Linked DNA regions of Sus scrofa: all the other regions are linked to region 1. A link is a contact called in public HiChIP or PLAC-seq data. All regions are on one chromosome and are shown on one strand. Each heading gives the region's core, a stretch centred on a gene start, on an enhancer-like site or on the middle of the called end of the contact. The rest is flanking DNA. Distances are from core to core; before and after follow the strand shown.

Region 1 (3,022 bases), core at 176-2,675:
CGAAGGCCAAGGCCAAACCCAGCGGAGCAGGCTGTCTAGCTCGGAGTTTACCACCTGAGCCGCCTGGAGATGCTTTTCCGGTTGATGAGCTTAACTGTGGGAAGGCAGGCTCAGTACCCAGGCTTGTGGGGAAAGGGATTATGGTGTCTGAGAGCCCCGACCCCTCCCCTGCTCAGAGCATTCAACAATCTCTAGGCTCAATAACTTTTTTTTCTTCTCTCAGAGATGGAAAGTGCTGTAGTATTCCCCTTTGATGCTTTAAAAGTGTTGTGTGCCTTTTCCTCTCTCGTCTTTATATCCGGCCCTCTCCTTTCTCTGCGCTGCTTTTACACCCGTTTCCATAGTAACCACCTCTATTGTATCCCTGAGTGTGAAGAGAAATCTTGCAGATGTTATTTGGGATCCAACACCTTTCCAGGAGCTATTTTGACTCGCTGTCTCCTTATCTCCCGGCACTAATTTTCTTGCTTTTCTTCTCCTTCCAGCTGCCCCTTCCTACAGGCCCTTGAGGCTGGCTCCCCCTCCCCCGCCGTGTGAGTTTGGGGACGGTGGGGGGGGGGGGGAGCCGCGGGGGTGGAGTGGGGGGTGGAGCTGGAGAGGAGGCAGAAATCTTTAGGTCTCATTAGAAACCCGAATTCTTCCTGTGGCTTCTTTGGCACAACATGCTAAATGCAAAAGCTCTTGGGGGTGACATCCTGGACATGGAGGAAGGGGCGTTAGGGTCGCCATTCGCTGTTGGACAAGCATCTCACCTGAAGGTCTGCCAAAAACAGAGACCTCCTTGGCCCTCTTTGCTGAACCCCACCCAGGCCCCACCCACCTCCACCTCGGCCTCAGGACCATCTCTGTGCATTTGAATGTCTTCCTTCTGTGCATTTGCCCCGGAGAGACCAGCCATTGGTGTGGAGGGCAGGGCAGAGGTGCAAAATACAACACATGCCCACACATACCTATCAGGGCGTCGAAGACCCCCGCAACAAATGAATCCCCCACTTCCCTCCCATCGGGAAGGGCAAGAGGAACAGGGCTTCAAAGGTGACCTCCTGAAATGGTTTGAAAATTCTTTGCCCACCATTCCTCCTTGGTACTGGACATTATTCTTTTGATTACACAAGCCTGACAGCCCGATCATAATAAACACGTAACTGAAGGGAACCTATTCCTTTCCAGCGGCATTATTTATTCACCTAAAGCAAAGGCTGAGTTATATTTAGCATATGATGTCAGCGGGTTGTTTGGATTCTTGGAAACTGGCAGGAAGCCACCTCTCACATGATATATGAAATCACTGATAAATGCTTCTTTTCACCAAAAGAAAAACAGCTTAATAGATGCGGCCCTTTTCTGCTCCCCCCTCCTCCCCCCGTCTCCTCCACCATCCTTCCTCCTACCGCCTGCCCTTTCCTCGTCTGGGATTTGTCTTTCTGTGGCACAGCTCAGCGGAGCCTGTGAAGTGGAAATGAGTTGCTCAGTATCACAGATCAAAATGAGGCTGTTGGGATTCTCAGGATGGTTTTTTTCCTCTCCTAGATCCTGGAAGGCTGCCAAAGCGCCAGTGAATCAGACATCCACGCACAAAAAGGCAAATCTATACAGCCGTGGCTTTATGGGGCCCAGTATTTATGGCAGAGCACTAGCTCTGGGTTGCTGTTTTGCAGGCGAAGATGGGAAATAGATAGTGATTCAGGATTGCCATTAAGTGTGAAAACAGCCCCTGTACAGATTGTGTGTAATAAACCAAGTGCAGGGAGAAGCTGTAAGAAGCTCTGGATTTGCCACACTGGATCAGCCTTGGGGCCCATCAAGTTCAAGCTCCTGATTTGTGTGCTGGTTAATACCTGGTGCTTAGAACAAATCTTTCTTCTTTCCTGCTACCTTCCCCGTCATGCACTGGGTCTATCATATGAAGCTATTGGAGGGTCGGGTGGGGTTGTGCCTGTGGAATTAAGTTAATTCCTGCCCTCCTGCAGAGATCAGTTTATATGGCCTGAAGCACAAGATTTAATTACCCTTATCTTGGCTCCTATAAAAGCCAGCATCACTCTTGATCATGGATTCACCCAGCCCCTTCCACATTCAGCTGTAACATTTAACTTGGGGACCCCGGGCTGAAGCCAGGTGGGTTGTCTTCCCAGCTGTGAGAGCCTGGGAAGCAGCAGCTCTGATGGTGGTTTATTTACATGTCCTTGTCCTTCGTTCCCTCCAGTGGCCCCCTGTTCTGACGCTGGAAGTTACTGCAAAGACAAGAAAAGGGCTCCTTTCAGCCCATCAGCATCTCAGATACCTTCATTAAGCTCCTCCCTCTATCACACGCTCTGTCAAGCAATCCTGCCTCGTTGATATCCACCATGGATGGAGGGACTTGGAAGGTTTCAAATACCCCACCGTGACACTGGTGCCAATGGCCTTTCTCCTACACCGGCACCTGGGCCAAGCCCCTCGCTACGCTCATCTCCATCTCAGGTGGGAGAGAAAAACAAGATGGAAAGAGGAGGAAGCAGAGTTCCCTTGTTGCTCAGAGGGTTAAGGATCCAGTGTTTTCACTGCTGTGGCTCAGATTACAGCTGTGGCACAGGTTTAATCCCTGGCCCAGAAACTTCTGCATGTCACAGGTGTGGCAAAGAAAGAAAGAAAGAAGGAAAGGGGGAGAGAGAAAGAGAAAGAGGGATGGAGGGAGAGCAAGCAAAAATCCATGCTCTTTGTGTAGCCGCCTAAATGTCTTACTAGGGAGAAGATGAGATGGATGGGGAGATGAATAGATAGATAAACAGATGGACAGACGAATGGATGGGCACATACATCAATTCCTCCATCAGTAAGAAAATCCCACAAAATGAACACTGGTGGTAGGTTGAAATTGTTTTCGACTTGGCACTCAAATTAGCATTCATTTGGGGCTCCATAACAGGAAATGCAGGTGAGGGAAAGTCTTTCTTTTAATTGGAATTCTTTTTTCTTTTTTTTTTTCTTTCAGTGAATTTCATTATTTTTATAGTTGTGCAGCCATCATCACAAAATGTTC
Region 2 (3,022 bases), core at 138-2,637, 450 kb before region 1:
ACGAGCTGTAAGTTCGTACTGAAGGGATTTTTGCAGCTCTGATTTGAACCCTAGCCTGGGAACTTCTATATACCACATGTGTATCCCTAAAAAAGCAAAAAGCAAAAAAAAAAAAAAAAAAAAAAAAAGAACCACTTGTGGAGTTCCAAGGTGAAATGATTTCTTTTCTTTTTCTTTTTAGGGCCACACCTGCAGCACGTGAAAGGTCCCAGGCTAGGGGTTGAACAGGAGCTGTAGCCACCAACCTATGCCACAGCCACAGCAACATGGCGTCCAAGCCACATCTGCCACCTACATCACAGCTCACCACAACGTGGATCCTTAACCCACTGAGCGAGCCTAGGGATTGAACTCGCATCCTCATGGACACTGTGTGTTGCGTTCTTAATCTGTCGAGCCACAATGGGAACTCCAAAATACATTTCTTTTTCTTTTTTTTTTCCTTTTGGCCCTCCTGTGGCATATGGAGTTCCGGGCCAGGGATCACATCTGAGCCACAGTTTCGACCTAAGCCGCAGCTGAGACACTGTCAGATCTCTAACCCACTGTGCCGGGCCGGGGATGGAACCTGCGTCCCAACGCCCCCAAGACGCCGCCAATTCAGTTGTGCAACAGTGTAAACTCCTCCGTTGGCATTATTATGGGTTTACTTGAGGCACTATCTTCCCCAGTTTTTTGTAGACCCTTCCAGGGAGACGTATTTGGCTGCCGGGAGAGGCCGGCCGCTGTCAATCAACAGGGCGCCCTTTGCAAAGCCAGGATGCCTCCCCTCGCGGGGTCAGCTGGGGCTGTCCAGAGACTCTGCCTTGCACCTGCTCGCATGGCCACTAGATGGCACTGTTAGAACTGGAGAAAAGAGGCTGCTTCCCCTGAAACCGTTTTCCCCGTTCTAATCCTCTCCAAACTGTCATTTCCACCCATCTCCTTCCAAACAGAACAGAACGGAATCCTTTCATAGCCTGTTCCAGGGGCTATGCCCCCCACCCCGTCCATTCCTGGCTGCGTGCAAAAAGATTAGTGGCCCCCTCTGCCCTCTTTCCTGCCTTCATGCTGCCAATCCTTGCATCCTATTTTCGTATCTTTATCATTCTGTGTGTTGTGGGGGCCTCTAGGGTTCGGGGCAAATTATGGGAGGAGAAAGGGCAGTGAAAAACTTCTAAGGAAATGGGGACCTAAGAGAGAAAGCAGAAGTGCCTGCATTCCTTCTGGCCGCATGACTTGTGTTCCAGAAGAAAGAAGAAACCAGTGCTGCGTGCAAGGAGGCTGCGTGGAGAGGGGTCACTGGAGGTGGGGGCGGGGGGGGGGAAGGGAGGAATGTGCAGAGCGCAGGAAACGGGCTCCCGGGTGGCGGAATCTTGGCATCAGTTTGCGTGGCTTAAAGGCTTTCTGTTCTTGGCTTCCCAGCTGCCGCTGCGTCAAATCCCCCTGTACCGGGTCAAGGGTGGGAGGGGGCGTGGTCCTGGACGACACTCGCTTCATCCGCTGCTTTTGGCCTCTGGTTTTCAGCTCTGGCTGCCTCTTTCTCTGCTTGGGAGATGTGAATGCAGGGCAGACTAGAACATCAGGAGCTGGAGAGCTGAAAGCACAGCCGCCCGCCTCCCTTACACCCCGACCTCAGATTCCCCAGGCTGCCCACCACTGCCGCAGCTCCTTCTTCCAAAGGCAGGAGAAAAACGGCACCTCTTGGGAGGAATGCCCTGTGAGAAAAGCATTTTCCTGGGAGCTCCCATTGTGGCTCAGTGGGTTAAGAACCGGTTAGTATCCATGAGGATGCAGGTTCAATCCTTGGCCTCCATCAGTGGGTTAAAGATCTGGCATTGCTGTGAGCTGTGGTGTAGGTCACAGATGTGGCTCCAATCCTGAGTTGTTGTAGCTGTGGCATAGGCCGGCCGCCAAAGCTCTGATTCAACCCCTAGCCCAGAAACTTCCATGTGCTGCAGGTGCGGTCCGAAAAAAGAAAAAAAGAAAAAGAAAATAAAAAGGAAAGCATTTTCCCCTAACAATGGCCAGGAAATACTGTCTTAACTGATATTCTCTAGGATGAGGATGTGTGCTGCCCTCTTGGCAGAGCCATTTGAAGGTTTATTCAACCACTCAAACGCCCAGGAGACACAGTTCCCAACCTCCCAGAGGCCCACACAACACACACACACACACACACACACACACACACACACCACACACGCACGGGGTTGGCCAACCCTGACTTTGAATGGGGACTGGGCCAGCTCGCCCAGCCCGCCTGCAGGCAGGAGGTCACTCTGCTGACTCAGGCCCAGGCTGGGGCAGGTGCCTGCCTTCAACCCTTGAGTTACATCAGGCTTTTCATCTTCAAAGGGCCTTCCCCGGATTAACCCATTAGTCACCCCCAGGAAAGCCACGGAGCAGGTTATTCTCATCCTCATTAAGGCCGTGGTGGGGTGGGGGGAGGCGTGAGGCCCCGCCCCAGGCCAGGGAGAGCTTGGCGTTGGGTGCAGGGGGGCAGCGTCCCTGGGCGACGTCTCTGCTCGGTCAGGAGGCTGGAGCTCCTGACCAGGCAGCAGCAGGCAGAGCCATGGAGGGGCGAGGGGAGGAGGTTGGAGAGTCTCGGAGATGCAGGCACTTTGACACAGGCTCACCCACTGCGGCTCCACCATCTGCTCCAAGCAGTTCAGAACCCGATGATGTTGATGGGACTCCAACAACCCTACCTTCCAAGCCATCCAGGGATTCGAGAAAGGCGCCTTGGAACACTTCCTGCGTCTGCAGGAGGAGTTCCAATGAATAAAAATGATAAAGTACTGGTCACTAAAGCACCTTGCAGATCAAAAGTGTGATGTGGATGCTGAGAAGGGCGAGGCCCCACATCCCTCCAGGTCATGCTGTGCCGTGGGTTTGTCTTCCTGCTGGGGGAACGATGCAGAAGGTTAGAGAGTTTTAGGAGGTAAGTCTGTGCCCTGGTGACAGAATGAGGAGCAGAAGCACCTTCTGGAAGCCAGACAGCAGAGCAATCCTCTCAGTCAACCTTGTCTGCAGCTGCTTC
Region 3 (3,022 bases), core at 204-2,703, 410 kb before region 1:
CCTTTTCTAGGGCCACTCCCTGGAGGTTTCCAGGCTAGGGGTCCAATCGGAGCTGTAGCCACTGGCCTGCACCAGAGCTACAGAAACGCGGGATCCGAGCCGCGTCTGCGACCTACACCACAGCTCAAGGCAATGCCGGATCCTTAACCCACTGAGCAAGGGTAGGATCGAACCTGCAACCTAGTAGTTCCTAGTCAGATTCATTAACCACTGTGCTACGACAGGAACTCCATCAGTTCACCATTCATGTTGGAATAGGGCCCACCTTCATGAGCTCACTCGACCTAAATGACCTCTTTAAAAACCGTCTTTCCAAATACCTTCATTTTCTGACCTTCTGGGGGGTCAGGACTTTGACATATCAATTTTGGGGATACGGTTCAGCTTGTCACACTTGGGAACCTTGATCTGAACTCAGCCACTCTGGACCAGATCAGAATTGAATTCCCTGGGGAAGAGGTGGGTAGGGCCACGCTTGCCTGCTCACAGAAGAATCCCACAGGCTTCTTCCTGATTCCTGCCCGAGTCTCCAAGCTATTTCCCAAATCAGCTCTCAGTCAGGGATTGGCCTCTCCATGGTTCTGAGCATCCTTCCCTGCTTAATTAATTAATTAATTAATTAATTTTTAGGACCCCTCCTGTGGCATATTGAAGTTCTCAGGCTAGGGGTCTAATTGAAGCCGCAGCTGCCGGCCTACACCACAGCAACACCAGATGTGGGCCGCATCTGTGACCTACACCACAGCTCATGGCAAAGCGGGATCCTTAACCCACTGAGTGGGGCCAGGGATTGAACCTGCATCCTCATGGATACTGGTTGGGTTCTTAACCCGCTGAGCCACAATGGGAACTCCTCCCTGCTCCTTTTAGACCCACCTTTTCCACAGATCCCCTCCTTCCCAGGAAGGGAGGATCTCTCCAATTCCTGCCAATAATCACAATCAAGTTAAGCATGAAGAGGCGTTCCCTGGTGGCTCAGTGGGTTAAGGACTGGGTGTTGTTACTGCTGTGGCATGGGTTTGATCCCTGGCCCGGGAACTTCTGCATGTTGTGGGTTAGGCCAAAAAAAGCCAAAAGAGGTAAGGAGTTTCTGATGGGATCATCAGCGTTTCTGCAAGCGGGACTCAGGTTTGCTCCCTGGCCCTGCACAGTGGGTTAATGGATCCCTTGTAGGTCACAGATGTGGCTCAGATCTGATCCCTGGCTTGGAACCTTCATATGCTGCAGGGTGGCCAAAAAATAAAAAAAAAAAATTAAACATGACTACAAAGGCTGACCTAGGAGAAAAGGGGACACAGAAGGGCACTGGACAGTGGGTGAGTAGGAACATTTGGGGCTGATGACACTTGGACATGTGACCCTCTGTAGTATTTTTAGTGCCAGCTTCCCACACACCGCGCTTTTGCTTCCTAGCCCTCGTGACGTGTAGCCACCTGGTCCCAGCAGGCGGGGTGGTGTCATGGCCACAGGCCTGGGGGCAGACGGACCTGGTTTGACTCATGTCTCCATCATTTATTAGTCGTGTGGCCTTGGCCAGGTTACCAAATCTTCTTGGGCCTCAGTTTCATCATATATGAGTGAGGAAGGAATGTTTGCCTCCTAGTGTTTCTGGGAAAGTTACTTGAAATGATGCATATAAAGGGCCTGAAACCTGCTATTATGCACTGAATTGTGTCCCCCCCAAATTCCTGTGTTGAAGCCCTAACCCCAGAACCTCTGAATGGGACTATATTTGGAGGTGAGGCCTTTATGTTGTTTATTTACTAATTTATTTTTTCAGTTTATTAAAATATAGTCGAGTGGCTTAAGGATCTGAGGTTGCCACGAGCTGTGGTGTAGGTCACAGATGAGGCTCAGATCTGGCGTAGCTGTGGCCGTGGTGTAGGCTGACAGCTGCAGCTCCCATTCGACCCCTAGCCTGGGAACCTCCATATGCTGCAGATGCGCCCTAAATAGGAAAAAAAAAAAGCAAAAAATAAAAACTCTGTGTATAGATACATAGTTGATTTGCAATGTTGTGTTAATTTCTGCTGTACAACAAAGCATCATATATATATTATATTCCATATTCTATATATTATATTATACATATATCTTAACAATATATAAGATATATTATATATATTTTTATATTCTATATTCTATACTCTATATATTATATTCTATATATATTCTATATTCATACACACACACACACACACACACACACACACACACACACATATATTCTTCTTCATATTCTCTTCCATGATAGTTTATCACAGGATATTGACTATAGTTCACTGTGCTCTACAGTAGGTCCTGGTGTTTATCCATCCTCTATATACTAGATTGCATCTGCTAACCCCCAAACTCTCAGTCCCTCCCTCCCTCACACCCCAGGGCCTTTAAAGAGGTGCTTAAAGTAAGACGAGGTCATTAGGATGGTTCCTAATACAGTGGGAGTGGTGTCCTTACTAGAGGAGGAGATCAGGACACACACACACAGAGGGTTGCGCATGTGAGGATGCAGGGGGAAGATGGCCATCAATAGGCCAAGGAGGGAGGCCCCAGAAGGAACCAGTCCTGCTGAAACCCTGACCTCAGACTCGTAGCCTCCAGAACCGGGAGAAAATAATGTCTATTGTTTAAGCCCCTGAGTCTGTGTACATTGTTATTGCAGCCCTAGCAGATGAATACACCAGGTGTATAAACCACTGTCTTCCTTTCCTTCGGCTTCAGGTCCCTACTGCCTGCAGCTGGAATGGCCTCGGGCTAGTCCTCTCTGCTCTGCCTGTGCCTCTGCAAACTGAAGATAGGATACACGCGGACAAAGGCTTGACAGAGAATGAAAGACCCCAACCAAGGGGGAGCCAAGGGCCATCTTAGAAACACATGTGGCACCTTAAACCAAAAGCACCTTAAAAAATCACCTAAAAGGATTTCCCATCATGGCGCAGCAGAAACGAATCCGACTGGAACCGTGAGGTTGTGGGTTTGATCCCTGCCCTCGATCAGTGGGTTAAGGATCCTGTGTTGCTGT
Region 4 (3,022 bases), core at 244-2,743, 330 kb before region 1:
CCAAATAGGGGCAGGTGACCCAGCCTGGTTGGGAGCCCAGCGCCCCAGTGCCTGCTGTCGTAAACATCTTCACTGTGAGGGCCGGCGACACTGGCATCTCCCAGCCTGGGAAGAAGCCTTGTCAGCAGAACCTGGTCAGGCAAAGGAAGGTGGTGTATGTGTGTTGGGGGCTGATGCCCTCTGGGGGCATCGAACCTGTGATGTGGAGGGTGTGAGCCAGGATGGCCCTGGTTGGCCTCTGCAGCATGGATGAGCTAGGTAGGTGCTGGGTGGGCACCAGCCAGGCCAGGATGGCTGCAGTCCCACCTGTGGGCTGTGGGGCAGAGCTGGTGGGTCAGACTGTGAGGGCACATGGGCCATAGCCCCACCGGCCAGTGTCCCCCGCTGCCCAGACCCTGCACCAACATGCAGGGCCTGCTGAAGATTTAGTTCCCTGTTCGCAAGTTTCCTTGAGATCTGAGGAAACAAGAACTTGAACTTGGAGTTCAACACACCCTAGGGAAAGCCACCCTGCCCCTTGGGGCTGGGGGAGGGGCAGGCAGGCCACCACTTGTGGGCGGGGAAGGTTGGCACCACAGTCCTAGGGGCCCCCACGCATCGCAGATTCGCAGACGTGTTGGGTCTCCTGTGACAAATATCTGAACGGTAGTGTTTTGAGGAAGGGGAAACTTTTTCTGTATTTGAAAATGAGCTGGAGAGGGGCCTTGAGGGAGGACAGGAAAGAGTCACCTCAATGCCTTAGAATCCTGACCCTTTGTCGCCCTGTAAAGGGAGAAGAGGCACAGGCAGTGAGGGACGTGGGGCTTTGGGGAGGGGAGAGATTGTGGCCGGGGTGTGGGGGACGGTTACGGGGGAGGGGTGCACTTGAACTGGGTTTTGAAGAGCAGCTGGGTGAGCAGATTAGAGGGAGAGGAAGGTCCAGGCGGGGTTAAGACACAGATGAAGGGGTGAGGGAAGAGCTACCCAAGGAGTGTATGAGGACGTCCCCGACTTTGGGTTGGAGAATCTTAGTGGTTGGGGCCAGGTGGGGAGTCCCTGAAGGCCAGCTTGAGCCGAGGTCGCTGGGTGTTGGGTGCTGGCAGAGGGCAGCTTCGAAAGGGGGGTGCCATTCTGGGATGATCCCACTTCAACACGGGCCTGGCAGGCAGGTGACAGTGGGCATGAGAGGGAGGGCATCTGATGGAGGAGGTTCTCTGGGGGAGACCCAGCAGGAGTCTGGGGCTGGAGGCTGGTCAGACTGGGGCTGGAATTGGGGGGGCGCAGAGGGGAGCTGTTGGAGGTGGGGGGACCTTGGGTGATGACACCCAGTAGACAGCGGGTGTCAGGCCCTTGGAGGACAGCTGAGCAGTCAGGGCCATGAGTGGGGGGTGTCCAGGGGGCACCCTGCCCCAGGGCAAGACTGGCAAGGAAGGCCCCTGGGGAGGGGCAGCTGGGGAAAGCCCACCGTAGGTCACTTCACACGCACACAAAACATTTTTCAGATTTGAAGTGTGTGCACAACTCTGACCTTGTGGAAGGGGGTGGTGATTTCTCATTGTTCTGTGATGTTGGTTTCAGTTTTGTAATGAGTGTTCCTGAAAAAAAAAGAAAAAAAAAAAAAAACAACAAAAAAAACCAACAACTAGCACAATGAACACCCAAAGCCCTTTTGAAGTAGCAGAATGGAAAATAGAACTCTGAAGAAGCAGCGGCTTCCTTTACATCCCCGGGGGGGCCAAGTCTCTCTCTCAGGGTTGTGGAGGGACCTTGAACTCCGCATGTCCCCCACGTGCCCTGACATCTAGCGGGGCTGCACATCTGCGTGGAGAGGTTCCACGCAGCTCCGGTGATTTACACTTCTGTCATCACAGACTTGTCACAGGCTCTGGGACGGTGATTTTGGGGGTGCAGCCCCCTGGCCACAGCTGTGTTTCTGGGCTGATGAGTCAAGATGACTGGGCTGATGGCGGATGGGATGGTGTCTTTTTATATTTTTGGTATGAAGTCTCTTCCAAGTAAATGAAGAGGCTACTTTTGAAAACACCGCCGTGGGAGGAACGGGTGCAGGCGGGTTTGCTCTGGGTGCTGGGGTTTCTCTGCATCCAGCCATCGTTTTCATGTGCTCTCTGGTTCCCCTCAGCAGCCTTCTCCTCCACCCCCCCAACACACGATAATTGTGAGAACAATGAAAATCATCAGCCGTGGACACCCCACACCCTCCCCTGAGTTCTTCCGAAGTACCCCAGAAATCAATAAGTTAGGATAGAGAAAATGACATTTGGCTCTGTCTGGGCTGTCCTGTCTGTGTGCTACTGCTGCTGGGGTGTTGAATGGAAATTCTGAAGTCCTCCCTAACCCCGTCAACTTAGACTGTGCTTCCTGCTTTCCTGTTAGTGCCTACTCTCACCCTGACCGTTCTGACACTGTGACTTACAGATCAACTTTTTTTTTTTTTTTAAACCACAGTTTTAAAAAGCCACACACACACACATACTCACGGGGGGGAAAAACATACAAAACAAAAAACCCTGTTTAAGAGCTGACTAAGGAGTTCCTGTTGTGGCTCAGTGGTAATGAACCCAACTACTATCCATGAAGACTTGGGTTTGATCCCTGGCCTCGCTCAGTGGGTTAAGGATCTGGCTTTGCTGTGAACTGTGGTATAGGTTGCAGATGAGGTTCAGATCCAGAGTTGCCATGGCTGTGGTGTAGGAGGGCAGCTGCAGCTCCCATTCAACCCTTAGCCTGGGAGCCTCTGTATGCTGTGAGCGTGGCCCTAAAAAGACAAAAAAGGAAAGAAAGAAGAAAGAAAAAGAAAGAAAGAAAGAGAGAGAGAGAGAAGGAAAGAAAGAAGGAAGGAAAAAAGAAAGAAAAAAGGAAGAAAGAAAGAAAGAAAGAAAGAAGGAAGAAAGAAAGAAAAAAGAAAGAAAGGAAAGAAAGAAAGAAAAAAGAAAGAAAGAAAGAAAGAAAAAAGAAAGAAAGAAAGAAAGAAAGAAAGAAAGAAAGAAAGAAAGAAAGAAAGAAAGAAAGAAAGAAAGAAAAA

The links. HiChIP or PLAC-seq counts read pairs in DNA pulled down with a chosen protein or histone mark.
Region 2: a contact with region 1 is called in an H3K27ac HiChIP or PLAC-seq map of alveolar macrophages. The contact joins two enhancer-like sites. A contact is called at or near these places in 2 of 2 datasets of contacts at active chromatin or transcription factors (alveolar macrophages and skeletal muscle).
Region 3: an H3K27ac HiChIP or PLAC-seq map of alveolar macrophages shows a contact between it and region 1. The contact joins two enhancer-like sites. A contact is called at or near these places in 2 of 2 datasets of contacts at active chromatin or transcription factors (alveolar macrophages and skeletal muscle).
Region 4: a contact with region 1 is called in an H3K27ac HiChIP or PLAC-seq map of alveolar macrophages. The contact joins two enhancer-like sites.

Annotation. Positions count from the first base shown.
Region 1 is chr14:56,598,811-56,601,832 of Sscrofa11.1, forward strand. No RefSeq gene overlaps it. Among named protein-coding and RNA genes, the nearest start is that of IRF2BP2, 55 kb to the left of the region's middle. Within about 2 kb of position 1,426, at least 36 of the 83 cell types and tissues checked have an H3K27ac peak or open chromatin away from gene starts, as enhancers often do. A contact at or near this core is called in alveolar macrophages, where this site is marked.
Region 2 is chr14:56,152,989-56,156,010 of Sscrofa11.1, forward strand. No RefSeq gene overlaps it. Among named protein-coding and RNA genes, the nearest start is that of TOMM20, 41 kb to the left of the region's middle. Within about 2 kb of position 1,388, at least 57 of the 83 cell types and tissues checked have an H3K27ac peak or open chromatin away from gene starts, as enhancers often do. A contact at or near this core is called in alveolar macrophages, where this site is marked.
Region 3 is chr14:56,189,863-56,192,884 of Sscrofa11.1, forward strand. It overlaps LOC110256735 (a long non-coding RNA gene), which reads left to right. Exons shown (of 4, transcript XR_002338651.1): 4 at 2,722-2,979. Among named protein-coding and RNA genes, the nearest start is that of TOMM20, 78 kb to the left of the region's middle. Within about 2 kb of position 1,454, at least 4 of the 83 cell types and tissues checked have an H3K27ac peak or open chromatin away from gene starts, as enhancers often do. A contact at or near this core is called in alveolar macrophages, where this site is marked.
Region 4 is chr14:56,273,183-56,276,204 of Sscrofa11.1, forward strand. No RefSeq gene overlaps it. Among named protein-coding and RNA genes, the nearest start is that of TOMM20, 160 kb to the left of the region's middle. Within about 2 kb of position 1,494, at least 29 of the 83 cell types and tissues checked have an H3K27ac peak or open chromatin away from gene starts, as enhancers often do. A contact at or near this core is called in alveolar macrophages, where this site is marked.